Linked DNA regions of Arachis hypogaea: region 1 is linked to region 2. A link is a contact called in public Hi-C data. All regions are on one chromosome and are shown on one strand. Each heading gives the region's core, a stretch centred on a gene start, on an enhancer-like site or on the middle of the called end of the contact. The rest is flanking DNA. Distances are from core to core; before and after follow the strand shown.

Region 1 (7,126 bases), core at 2,856-5,355, 400 kb before region 2:
GAATTTTTTATTTATTAAAAGGATAAAGAAGGAAGCTATTGTCCAACAGAACTGTGTTACTGGTTGACTCTGCTGAACTTTTGAGACATTTAGAAAGATAAATCCAGAACAAATAGCAACTTCATGTGCGCTTGTAGGTTATACTTTGGATTTATTTGATGGCATAGGGTGATTTAAAATTGAGTATATCATAATTTAACTCTGGTTGTAACAACGCAATGTCTTATTTGAACCATTTTTCCCCTTTCTTAGGAAGTTGGATACCTCCAACGTGTTCTGTCTCGTACTTTGCATGAAGATGATGTTCAAGCAATCTTCAGGTAAGAAACTCAGAAATCTCTACAAGAATATTACAACTTTAGGAGCAACTAACCACTTGACACAACTTTTGGATTTATCCAAATGCTTGAGTTCTTAATAATTGTTTCTTGACTTGCTTGCTTGTGTCTAGAAAACAATTAACCCCAGGTACTTAGAATGTTGTCAATCCACAAGAATTCCTTTTGGTAACTTTCTGAACAAATATTTTACTGGGCAGAAAGAATTACAGAAGCACATCCCAAAGGCATGATATAATGACCACACATAATGCAGTGGTGGGCATTAGTATCAATTCCCATCTTAATTTGTTTTTGATAACATATAATGTTATATCTTTATTACTTTCTTTTCTTAGTTTGTTTTCATTTTCATATTATTTTGGTCTGTTATGTGAAGGTTCATCTACATGTATTGCGACTGTTGTGCTGTTACAGATTTTGGATTTGTAATTGTATTGTTTTATATGATTTGTTTATGACATTGTGTACAAGGTTGTCAAATAGCTGTTATCGCAGCAATAGCGTTATAGCTAATTGACAACCTTGTGTAAGAACCTGGTACAACAACAACAAAGCCTTATATCATTTGGTGGGGTCGATTATATAAATTAAATGACACCATTTTGCTATGTGATGTATCATGTTTGTAGTTAGTACATTTATGATTAAATTTCTCTTGACACTTAGTTTTCCTTCTACACCTAACCACAGGTCTATCTACCATCTGATCTACCATGTTGATAAAAGAAAGGAATAGAATAGTATAGGTAGTGACAAGGGTATAGATTCAGGGAGATATAGAATGATATCAGTGTGACATCACTCTATTTCCCAGGATAGTATTATTCATGAAATGAAAGAAAGGTAGAAGAAGGGCAGTATTTCGAGAGGCTTCCACTCTCCTATGGATCTGTCCTAGTACAAAATCCCTGAATGAGCTAGTCTAATTCTCATTTTCCCTCTTATACTCACTCCCATCGCTATCTCATTCTCACCTTCCCAACATACCCATACTTTCTATTTCTCTTCCCCTTGACCATATACATGGTTCCTAACATATTGCTTTTGTATTATTTTTCTGGCTGCAAAGGAAAGTGTTCCTGATTTGTTAACTCAAGAAAAAGTGATAACTATAAAGCCAACATCATATGAATTCTTTCACCCCTGAAATTTTCTATCTTTCAGGCAAGTTGTCGTCATATTTCACTCACAAATTTCGGAAGCATTTTCGAAATTTGATATAACCACCTCCCAAGCACAGAATAGGTAACTTATGATTTGGAACTACAGTTTTAAGATTCCATTAAAAATATGGTGATTTAATTTACGTTTCTTAACATTTCCCCATGTCAGGCTCCAACGAGATATCAAACATATTCTTCAATGTATACGGTCTTTACCAACGGGCGACTTGAGTAAATCAGATAACCCAAATTGGGGGCAGCTGGATGAATTCATGGTGCAAAAATTTGGGACTGATGCTGTTCAGTAAAAGATATTGTAAAGTAGCAACTCAATTGGTTATGTTGGAAGGCTAACATACTTTGGAGGATGTGGGGTTGATTTTAACCTTCTTCACTCTGCATTTTTGTGTAACACTAAGTTGAGGTAATACCATCACTAGATTTTGTTTAGTTTTATATGCAAATGAATCCTTTATCATCTTTCATCATTTAATGTTGGATTGGCGCCAGTCCATGTATGGGATTGAATTGTACATAGAGATGAAATAGCTATGCTTTTCTTGCCATGATACTGTGTGGTATTTGTTGCAAGAGATATTTGCCTAATTTCATTAAATGCTCTTTTTGACGAGAACTACATGACTAACGGTTTTGTAACCAATATGTAATCAACATAAAATAAATAAATAAATAAATAGAAGAGAGAAACACACACATGAATACCAACTAACAAAATATGCTCTTTCTTTTTTGTGAAGGAGGGTCTGGAGGGAGAGTAAAGATGGGGTTGTTGGAGGGAGAGTAAAGATGGGGTTGTTGGCCATACGATGGTTAAAAGGCGGATGGTCACCTATTTTTTTTTTTAACAAATTATAACTGCTTGAAAAATTACACATTGAAATGAAACAAAAAATCATGGTGACCAACTGTATAACCCCTTGCAGCTGGTTTGGTTGACTGGTATCTAACGTTTTTTACTATTCCCCTTAAAAAATTAATAAATAAGAGATTTAGGTTAGACAGGGATATAATAATAACAAAAATCGTTTAAACTCCCCTTTTTTTACTGTATTCCTCTTTTTTTTTCTCTGCTTTTGTTTTTTGCTGTCGATAAGAGACATGATACCATAGGAAGCAGAAAGTAAATTGGTTTTTCATAAGTATGACAATCCAATGGTAGATGAATCGCTCTACTCGATTATATTATTGTCTGAGAATTGTGACAAGCATTCCAATAGTTGTTTTTATGGTGTTTTATTTCAGGCCTTCGGTTGGTCCGTCGTAGATATACAAATTAATATATTATTTCTGAGCATTGTGCAGCCGTGATTGGTTGCTTAAAGCAGAAGTTTTGTAGCAGTCACTGTTGATATTCAATTATTGGTTTGTCTCTATAATTGTAATGTTATGTTGAAAATAGACATTTGATTTAGTGAATGAATCGTCCCCTTCACCTTTTTTTCATTTCATTCGCGAATATACAATACATCCATCAATATGTATACAATTCGACAAATCTGTAGTCACATACCAATTCGTGTTTTGTTAAAATTGCATTAGTGCATATTTCGAGGTTCCTAAATGAAAACTGATATAAAGATTTCCTGATGCTTATTCAAGCAAGAAAACTCACGGAATATCAGACTGCATATTAAGAGTTATGAACGGAAGCCATTAGCAGGAAGTTAGGGGACAGGTGGTCATACATTTTCTTTAATTTAACCAATTTGGTGCTTCGAACTTTGTAAGAGCTTACGTTTTATGAACTCTAATGTAAAGAGGTTTTCGTTTTTAATTTGTTTTATATTATTTAAAATAGTGGGAACTAACCTTAGGTATTTCCCCCCTTCCTTTAGCCTTTCATATTATTTGAGCTTGTTATCTTTCTTTAAAACTAATAATCTGTGTGCAAGTTGAAAGAGAAAAGCTACACTTAAAAAGTAGCTGATCGTTTCCTTATGGGATGAAAGTCGAATAATTAAACATAGTGCCAATATCATAATTTCTACACATTAATAAATTGTTCTATTTTCTATATAGAATTGTGTTATTAGATTATTTATCAAAGGCGAATTGGATTTCGCACTGAATCTGTATCCGATAGATATGTAGGACTACCAGCAGTTATTTGCAGATCTGAATACCAGGCTTTTCAGAATTCGGGAGACAAACTATGGCAAAGGATTCAAGGATAGAAAGGGAGGCTGCTATCCTACAACAGCAACAGGGAGAAAAGAGAGAAATCCAAGAATGGTAATATGTTCGGAAAAGAGCTATTGATGAAACAAAGGGATTCTGTGGCTAATTGAAGATGGGATAACAACTAACATTTGGCAGGACCCTTGGATTCCTTCTACGGAAGATTTCAGGCCGACCACGGAGAAACTAGAAAATATTAACACGTCTGAAGTGAGCGAGGTCTCAGAGGAAGGCACTAGCTAGACGATCGAATGTTGAGCTTATTCGTTAATCTTTAATAACGAAGATCTCGAGGCTATGTTGCAAATATCTATGAGAAATAAATAATCTCCATGACAGACAAGATGGAGCATATGATAACCATTTGTCGGAATATAGAGCAGACGTAAGCTTGGTATCATAGGTTCAATAATCTGAAAGACGTAAATGTGTTGAGGAATAATGGGCTTTAAGGTTCAACCCAAAGTTCAGATTTTTTGCATGGTGGTTTTGTAGAAACTTCAACAGAGGTATCACAATTATCACCGACTTATGCTACTTATGCCAAGAGGAAGAAGAATCGGTGCTACACCTTGTTCCTAAGTGCCCATATATGCTAAGAACTAAGAAGCACCCAGGCAGCAGGGTTGGATCAAAAGTTGAAAGGTAAATCAATGAAGAATGTGGGAGGAAAAAAAGAAAAGAAAAACATTCAGAGGTTTGCTAACTCTATGAAAACTAGGAAATTGGAAATCTTATTTAATTTATATATATGGCCTTTGGCTTGAAGGTAATAAAATATGGTCTGGAGGTGTTGCAAGTGAGGCATCTTTATGGGGACTGGACTGGTCGGTTATTGCACAAATTTCGGAATATAGAGATTGAACACAGAGACTAGATACTAGCTTCAACAATAAAGTTCGATCAGATCCAATACACAGATAGAGCGTTGGATAGGGGTCTTACATCGTCGGAACTGGTTTACTTTTTTTTTTTTTTCCAAAAGATAAAAGATATATTTCATTACATTTGGTAAATGAAATAGAGTACATGTCATGATAAAAACAATGAATGATGGGGATTTTTTAAATAAACCACACTTAGAAAAAAATCTAACAATAAAAAATAGAAAAAAAAAATTGTAAAAAGTGAAAGTAGACTTCTTTCCAAAGAATAGAACTTGTGAACTAACTCAGTGAAAATTTACATGGAGGCATTGAATCTTTCGAAGGAGTTTACTAGAAACATTGAGAATAGAAGCTGGGATAGTGTTGGTTCCTTCAAAGACAAAGAGATTCCTAGCTTTTCAACTGTTCTAACATAGAATAGCAAGCAGTTGTTTGTTCTGATTGTCATCACCCATTGAACGAATCTGCTCCGTCGTGGTGTTCCACCAAGACCAAATTCAGTAATTGGATGGGTGGGGAGGCATAAACTCAGAGAACTATTGGACCTAGCATCTCTTATAGCTGGATATTGCATAAGATAGTGAGGGATTGTTTCGTCCTCTTTTTGGCAACGGGGACACAGTGCCGGTGTTGCAGAAAATTTCCAGTGAATCTGGGCTAGAACCGAAAGCCGATCATGGAGTCACTTCCAAATAAACAGTTTGATTTTGTGAGGGAGCTTCATCTTCCAAAGGTTGATCCAGGGGGCTTTTTGCTGCATATGTGTTGGACAGAGTTCAAGCGGAGGGTATAAGAATAGGTACGCCACTCTATAGCCTGAAATTATATTATACTTCTTTTGTTTGTTCAGTGCCCATTGGAGTGTGTCATCTCCACCTTCAATTTTCAAAGATAGAATTCTAGTTGAAATATCACTTGAAAAGATCTCTGTAATTAACGGCTGATTCTAAATTCTTTCTTCAATAATCAAGTCTTTTACTCTGGGAGCAACAATAGCCGAGTGTTGAACATTTATTGGCACAGTGAATGGATATGGGAGAGACAGCCATGGGTCATCAAACATACGAATGTTTATACCGTTACCTATTTTCTAGGTAAGTCCTTTCTCCACCACATTTCTACGTTGCAAAACACTTCTCCGTCCTAAGAAGGGAGTGTTCCAGGTTCTGCATTTAGAATATTTTTGTTTCTGAAATATTTACCTCTGTAAATTCTGGCCAATAGAGAATTAGAATGTGTTGCTATTCTCCAGTATTATTTGCCTAACAGAGCAAGGTTTTGAGCCTTAAGGTCTTTAAAACCAAGACCTGCTTCCTTTCTTGGGCGGGTCATAGTGTCCCAACTGATCCAGGCCAGTCGCCTCTTATTTCCTTTTTGACCCCACTAGAACTGAGTCAGTAAAGAGTGAATATCGGAGATTAGACTGTCTGGTAATCTGAAGCAGGAGAGAGTGTAAATTGGGATGGCCTCCCCAATTGCCTTTAATAAAACTAATCTTTCCCCAGCAGACAATAGATTACGCTTTCAACCTTGAATTTTTTTCTGTACCTTCTCCTTAACCATGTAAAAAGTGGCTCTTTTTGATCTATTAACAACAGATGGCAGCCCCAGATATTTATCTTAAGCTCCTATGTGGGAAATGTTTAAGGAGGCAGACAGACGAGCACGAGAGTCAGGAGGTGTGTTATGACTGAAAAAAATTGCAGACTTGCCAAGATTAACTTTCAGACCGTTGAAGCACTCGTACGTAGTTAATAAATCAAGGATATTTCTACAAATAGTTGAAATAGCCTTACAAAAAAAATAGAGACGTCTGCAAATAGAAGATGATTGACCTTAGGATAATGCCTGTTAATCTGAATGCCCTCAATGAGACTGTTTTGATCTGCTTTGTGTAGCAATAAAGAGAGACCTTTTGTACAAAATAAGAAAAGATAGGGAGAAAGAGGATCTCCTTGGCGGAGACCTCTTTGTGGTTTGAAAAACCATAGGGTTGTCCTTCCATAATCACAGAATAATAAACAATCGTCACTAGTTCACGAATCCAAATAATCCAAAGGGGATTGAATCCTATTTTCTCCAACATAAACCACAAAAAGTTCCACTCTACTCTGTCGTAGGCGTTACTCATATGAAATTTGAGGGCCATCTCATGTTCCAGACCTTGTTTTTCGTTCTTGAGGTAATGCATACATTTATGGGCAATTAAGATATTATCAGAGATAAGTCGGTCTTTAATAAAAGCACTCTGAGAAGGGCGGATAAGCTTATGCATCATTCCTTGAAGTCTGTGAACTATGAATTTAGAAATAATTTTATAAACTACAGAAGAAAGGCTAATTGGTCTCATCTGTGACATATCTTTAGCATCTGTGACTTTTGGGATCAGACAAATTTGTGTGTGGTTGAAACTTTTCAATATGCGACTGATGAGTAAAATTCTTTGATGGTATAGAATTTCTACAAATGAATGAATTCTCGTTGCAAGTATAGTTCTACACCAACAAACAATTCTCACATCAAAAGTATTGGTTGT
Region 2 (6,694 bases), core at 175-2,674:
CTTCATTTTTTACAGAAGAAAACATATCATTCAAAGGAAAGCCAAACGGCACTTACAGATAACAGAGATAAATTAGATGTAAAATTAGAGAAGATGATTAGATGAATTCTATGCTGAACTATAAACTAAAAATAAGCCCAACATTCGATTACAAAGAATCTTAACAAGTAGAAACATAGACAGATCTGAATCTCTATGATTTTTAAATTAACACTAAAAGTGATGTAACATGTTGAAAAATCTGTTCTTCTTCTCTGCTTAAAACCGAATCCTCCTCTAGTCTAAAGATATTTCCATGAACAACAAGTAAACTTCAGTGTATACTCTAAGATCTGTACCAACGTATCCACACTACCCATAAAGGAAGGATAATAAATCACCACAAAAGGAAAAAAATACATCACATAGGGATATTAAAAAAATAGAAACTAAAATAAAATAAAAGATAAACAGAAAGGCGTGGGGAAGAAGTAATAGAGATAAAGAAAAGAGGGATCATAGATGAAAGAAGAGGGAAAAAATTGAAGGAGGAAAAAGAAGGTGCGAAGAGAAACAGAGTTAAGAAAACTAAAAGAAACCAAAAGAAGAAAAGAAGAGAGAAATAGAGTAAGAAGAAGGAGAAGGGAGAGGGAGACCACCACCTTACTAAGTTAGCGGTGGCGGCGGCCGCCTCCCTCCAAAACGACACAAGGATAAAAAAACTTTAAGTCCTAGCAGAGAGACAAAGTATTGTGTTTGAGATGACTTTTGGTATGGGATGATGATATTTGATGACAAAAAAATGTGTTGATTGAATTGTTTTGGTTAATCATAACCATTCATTAAAAAAGTAGATAATTATAAATAGGGGTTGAGAATTAGAATTTGAGTATGTGAATTATTTGTAAAAAATATTTAAATAATAAAATGTTTTTTTATCAAAGTTTTTATCTATTTTTTTTTGTATTTTCTTGTATTTTTAACTCTTTTACTAAATATTAAAATAGGAAGTATAGGGAGCTAATTGAATATCTGTACAATGTCTACAAGGGAGGTTTAGGGATGTCCGATTCAGTATTAGAGATATAACCATTAGTGTTATATTTTTCTATCAGTTTAAGCTTTTGGGATGAGTGGTTTCATGACATGGTATCAGAACTCTAAATCTAAAAAGTCGAGAGTTTGATCTTTGGTGAATTCCAAAATCAGCTTAAACTTTTGGAATGAATGTCTTCATAACATGAAATGTTTATGGTTATTCTGGATAGTATAAGTGATATTCATTTTTTAACTCATAACCCATTATATATATTGTATAAATATTTTATTAACTCTCTAGTAGAATTTATATTAAAAATTAAATTGACTTAATTTTAATTTAAGAAGTTGAGTAAATCCAAATTTCAATCCTAAAGTGTTAAGAGTATTAGAGTGTATCCAAAGCCATGTGGCATTTGCATAGCAAGAAGCATCATCTTCCTGACTTCAACTGCCAAGTAATAGTAATAGTAATACATTACACACATTCACAAAGCAGGCACCGTTCTTAAATTTCTTTTAATTGATTATCCATTCAGACAACACCGCCAACCACCCACTCACTACTCTCTCTCTCTCTCTCTCTCTCTCTCTCTCTCTCTCGATTCGGAACCGTCGTTTTCTTACACCTGCGGGTACCTCCTCGGATTTCTTCTTTTCTTTGGGGGTACCCTTCTCTCTCTCTCCCTCTCTCTCTCCACAGATCGGATCAACGCTTAGGCAAAAACACTGTCCATTTCTCTTCAACTCTTCCCCACTGTACATTACTCAATCTCTTCTTCAATTTTCACTTTGTAATTTATGTGCATTTCTTTTAGCTCCTTTTCTGTCCATTCCTCTCTTTCTTTCTTTCCTTTTGTTATTTCTCCCCCTTTTGCAGTGTTCACTTCTTTTCTCATTGCAAAGTTTTCGGTGCTAGGAAACGAACCTTGCTGCTCCTGGATAACTTAAGCGAGCTTCAGGTTCTTGATTTCCTGCGAATCTGCTTCTAAGTCGTGTGCTAATTCGCCATTGCTACATGTTATAGGTAGCAGAAGAAGCTTTTGCCTTTTCTCTTCATATTTTGGTGGGTTTAGGTTTATTCATTAATTTGTTTTGGAATCCCAAAAATCAAAGTCAACAGAAGATGGTGATTAACAAAACGCTTTTCCTCACTTACTTCTACTTGTTCATCTACATTTTGCTTTCTTCTGGGGTCATTTTGTACAACAAGGTAGATAGCTACCCCCTTTTCTTCTCTTTTTGCTTAACTAGTGTTATTTAACTAATCTTTGTGACTAAGCATTTTTTGTTTAATTACTGTGGTTCTTTCTTTTTCTTTGCAGTGGGTTCTGTCTCCGAAGTACTTTAACTTTCCTCTTCCTATAACGCTCACCATGATTCATATGGGATTTTCTGGGGCAGTGGCATTTTTGCTTGTTAGAGTCTTTAAGGTATGTATGGATGTTTCTAATTCTGTAAATATTTATGTTCATTATGTGATAAGTGTCTTTGCTTTGGTTGTAATTACGGATTTGTAGGTTCGATTCTTGTCATGACGTCAGATTTGGAATTTTGAATGTCATGATTTTCTGTTAGTTGTGATTATTAATTATGAGATGAGAGTGATAGTTGTGTTTTGGAGGATCATCATTGTAAATTGGACTTCCTTTAGTTACACTCATCTTGTTCGATTTTTAATTATTGTAGATGATTGGTCACTTTTCTTTTTACTCGCTCCTTTCTTTATCATTGTCTATAATTAACCAACATTGTTAAGGACTAAGTGTTCGATTTGTTAACAAAGATGTAACATTGCATGGTAGGTTTGAATTCTTGGTATTGCCATGCTCTTGAGTCTTGACTGTAGGATGTGATCTTCATTGCATCTACTTTACCAATACTTCTTATTAGATGATGCTAGTTTAAATACTACATAAGTATTAATTGTATCAAAAAGAAAGAACAAAAAATAATAAATCCTATATAACAATTCTTAAAGTTGAGCTTACTCATTTTTGTTAACATTTATACTATCAAGGATAAAATGTTAGCGTTTTTACATTAGCTTCCTTTCATGTGTTATATTGTTATTAATATTTTATATCCACCCTTCACTAAAAAAGAAAACTTACCGATTTCCTCTTCATGTTAGCAAAACTAATAAGCTACTAAATACAGGTTATGTTGGTTGATCTGTCAATTCTATAAATGAATTCCACATGACTTAAGTTATTGCGAGAAATGCATCCGGTCCATAGGAGAATTACAGATAAAGTGCACATATTAAGTGCAAGTTGGTATATGTGTTGTGTTATTAGTTTAACGTATTCGGCATGGCGTGACTCTCATAAGTTATCACAGCGAAAAATGCTTTACTTAGTTGGTAGTTCATGTATTTTCTTCTTTTTTGTTTCTTTCTTTTTCTTGTGCATATTATTCACGATTGAACATGTTTTAACTTAAACTAGGATTTTATACTGTTATGGTGTTACCTTATGAAAAAAGCTATCCTATATGCCTGTTTTCCTGCCTCTTCTTTTACTTCCCTTGCTTGATTGCTTTTTTTTCTGCTGATTTGATTGGTAAGTTAACTTATAGTACTCCATTCTGTAATTTCAGGTTGTGACACCTGTCAAAATGACATTTGAAATGTAAGCATTTGATTGATTTGTATCCTTATTTATATTTAGTTGTCCTTTGTTAATACTTTTTTTCCTAAATCACTTTTCTTTCGGTTGCAGATATGCAACATGTGTGGTACCAATAAGTGCCTTCTTTGCATCAAGTCTTTGGTAAGCACTGCAATATGGGTAAACTGAAGTTTTCCTAATTTGGATTCTGTTCATCAAGTTTGTTTTGACAATTGGGGGGGCATAAGCCTTGAGTATGTGCTTTCATCCCCCCCCCCCCCCCTCTCTTTTCTCTGCATTAGATAGTGTGAACATAAAAAAAGGTTCAGTTGTGCCTTTCAATCCTAGTATGACAGTTTTTTTGGGTTATAGGGCATCGGTAGCAGACTGAAAAATGCAAATCCATGTACCATGTGAACTTGCACTTTAAATTATGTTCAAGATTAGAAAAAGTAATAGATAATAGATGGTGTCCCTTCCTTGCCAGGTTTGCATTGAAGGTTTCCGAATCAGTAGCAGTTCCCTTTGCCAACTTTGTGAATAATGCTTTTAAAGATTTTATTTTCTGCATTTGCAATGCAGACCAAAGACATTTTTAAATAGCCAAAAATTTTGGAGTTAACATCATATTGTCCAAAAAGCTTCAGATCTCAGGAAAATTAGACTTGTTCAGGCATGTTCTAGAAAGACGTGGTGAAGTTTCTTATATCTCGTGGAATTAATGACATTAATAGTTTCTCGCCTACTCAGTCAAGTGTGTTGCATTCAATCTGTTTGTGCTTGAATAAACATGGATGAAGTATCTATCAGATTAATCTTGGTCTATAAAAATCTGTGTATGCAATCTCAATATCGCTTTTAAGGATAGTTCCGATACCTTCAAATTGAGATATTCGCTCTCTAGCTCGTTTTAATTTTTTTCCAGTCTGAAGTTGATACTACCAGCATTGACTATTCAAACCAGTACAAAGTACAAACTTCAATTCCTAGACGTTCCCTTTGTTTAATTATGACCATCATTTGGTACCTAGCATTACTTTTCATTCTATAGACAACAGGCAATGAAATGTCAATATCAGATATGACAGAAACCTTAAATAAAGCTGGCTAGCTTCATGTGGGCTATTGTAATTCCTTGCCTTGAGATACTGTAACATGTTCATGGCTACAGCTTACTGTCTGTTATCTCCCACCAATATTTGAAAATTTTTCATTTTCTGTTATTTACATATGTTCCAAGTATGTTGTTTCTATGAAGTTGTGGTTGCTTATTTGTATGGTTGAAATATTTCTTAGGTAGTGGGCAATACTGTCTTTTGTATTCTAAAGATGCCTATTAATATCACTGAAGCAACAAATATAATGAGCAAACTGTTTTTGGTTGCTACAGGTTTGGTAACACTGCCTACTTGCACATCTCTGTAGCTTTTATCCAGATGCTCAAGGCTCTAAGTACGTTTTTTGTGAAGTTAAAATGTTTCTCTTCTTTTGCTGAAGTTTTTGCTTACTTCTAAGGTTCGATATTTCAGTGCCCGTGGCAACTTTCATCATGGCTGTTTTGTGCGGCACTGACAAAGCAAGGTGTGATGTGTTCTTGAACATGGTGCTGGTCAGTGTTGGAGTTGTCGTTTCCTCCTACGGGGAAATTCATTTTAATATAATTGGTACAGTTTACCAGGTCACGGGCATCTTTGCTGAAGCATTGAGACTGGTCTTAACACAAGTTCTTCTGCAGAAGAAGGGATTGACATTAAATCCAATTACGAGCTTATATTACATAGCACCATGCAGGTATTTCTGTTGATAATTCCAAGATACTTATCTCTGCAACAAACATTTCATTAAGACAATATCACAATTTTCGTATATTGTAAAGTGCACATCTTGCACGTATGATAGGTATCCTTTGGTTTCTTTGACTAATTTATGTTATATATATAGTTGATCATTTGACTTATTAGGTTCAAAAGATAGCTGTGCTTTTGGGATTGTTGATGTTTTGCATATAAGCACACACATGCAATGTGAGCTGCTAACTTCTGCAGTTTTATATGCAGTTTTGTGTTTCTATTTGTGCCTTGGTACCTACTGGAGAAGCCTGTGATGGAAGTTTCACAGATTCAGTTCAATTTTTGGATCTTTTTCTCCAATGCTATATGTGCTCTAGCCTTGAATTTCTCCATTTTCTTAGTAATTGGTAGAACGGGTGCTGTAACTATCCGGGTTGCTGGTGTGCTAAAAGACTGGATATTGATAGCCCTTTCAACCGTCATATTTCCGGAATCTACGATAACTGGGTTAAATATAATTGGCTATGCTATTGGTAGGTTTTGTTTTAATTAGTATGTCTTTCAATCTTCCACCATGCCTCTCATCTTTTACAAATTTTACCGTGCAGCGCTGTGTGGAGTTGTGATGTACAATTACATAAAAGTTAAGGATGTCCGCACCTCTCAATCGCCTGCTGATAGTTTACCAGATCGAATCACAAAGGTCTAGTCTCTCTATATTTTATTAAATCAGTTTTTTTCGTAAAACATATGCTATCCTTTGTTAACTTGATAATTAGTTATATGGGGTTAGAAATCAAGTATGCAAATTCTTATGATGTTCTTGTCAAATAATTAGTTTAACTGTTCAAGAATGCATTAAAGTTAAAAAACCTTTACTCTCTTAGCACCTTAACTCAGTTCCCTAACATCTGTGGGTTAGTAAGTGCTAAATGTATATTTCAGCATGCCATTTCCATGTATAGTTTCGTCAGATCTCATTAAGAGGTGCATTGGCCATTTATGTTGTACAGGATTGGAAATTTGAGAAAAAATCATCTGATATTTATACACCAGACAATATTAGTGACAATGAGGGAAGCAGTGGAGGCAATGTTTCAACATCTGAAAGGGACATCGATGAAGAAGCACCACTAATTACATCATCGTCAAGGTTATCTCATATTGGACGCACACAGCTAACCAACCATCCAACAGGAAAATGAAAAAAAAAAAAAAACAAAAAGAGAAAAAGAAGAAACCAAATATAAGATTCATTTTAGAGTACCCGTTTGG

What was found. Hi-C and Micro-C count contacts between places; a contact is called where the count stands out from the background.
Region 1: a contact with region 2 is called in a Hi-C map of leaf, with 5 times the contacts expected there. The contact joins the enhancer-like site here to the promoter of LOC112738419 in region 2. A contact is called at or near these places in 2 of 8 Hi-C or Micro-C datasets (both in leaf).

Annotation. Positions count from the first base shown.
Region 1 is chr13:57,491,695-57,498,820 of arahy.Tifrunner.gnm2.J5K5, reverse strand. LOC112738421 (vacuolar protein sorting-associated protein 54, chloroplastic) reads left to right here. Exons shown (of 20, transcript XR_011869747.1): 17 at 253-320; 18 at 1,506-1,586; 19 at 1,674-1,928; 20 at 2,768-2,968. Among protein-coding and RNA genes, the nearest start is that of LOC112738498, 9.6 kb to the right of the region's middle. Within about 2 kb of position 4,105, at least 2 of the 3 cell types and tissues checked have open chromatin away from gene starts, as enhancers often do.
Region 2 is chr13:57,085,139-57,091,832 of arahy.Tifrunner.gnm2.J5K5, reverse strand. It overlaps LOC112738419 (probable sugar phosphate/phosphate translocator At3g17430), which reads left to right and starts at 1,424. Exons shown (of 9, transcript XM_025788869.2): 1 at 1,424-2,230; 2 at 2,343-2,450; 3 at 3,619-3,650; 4 at 3,741-3,791; 5 at 5,020-5,081; 6 at 5,159-5,420; 7 at 5,687-5,952; 8 at 6,028-6,122; 9 at 6,433-6,694. The coding sequence starts at 2,144. The coding sequence ends at 6,624.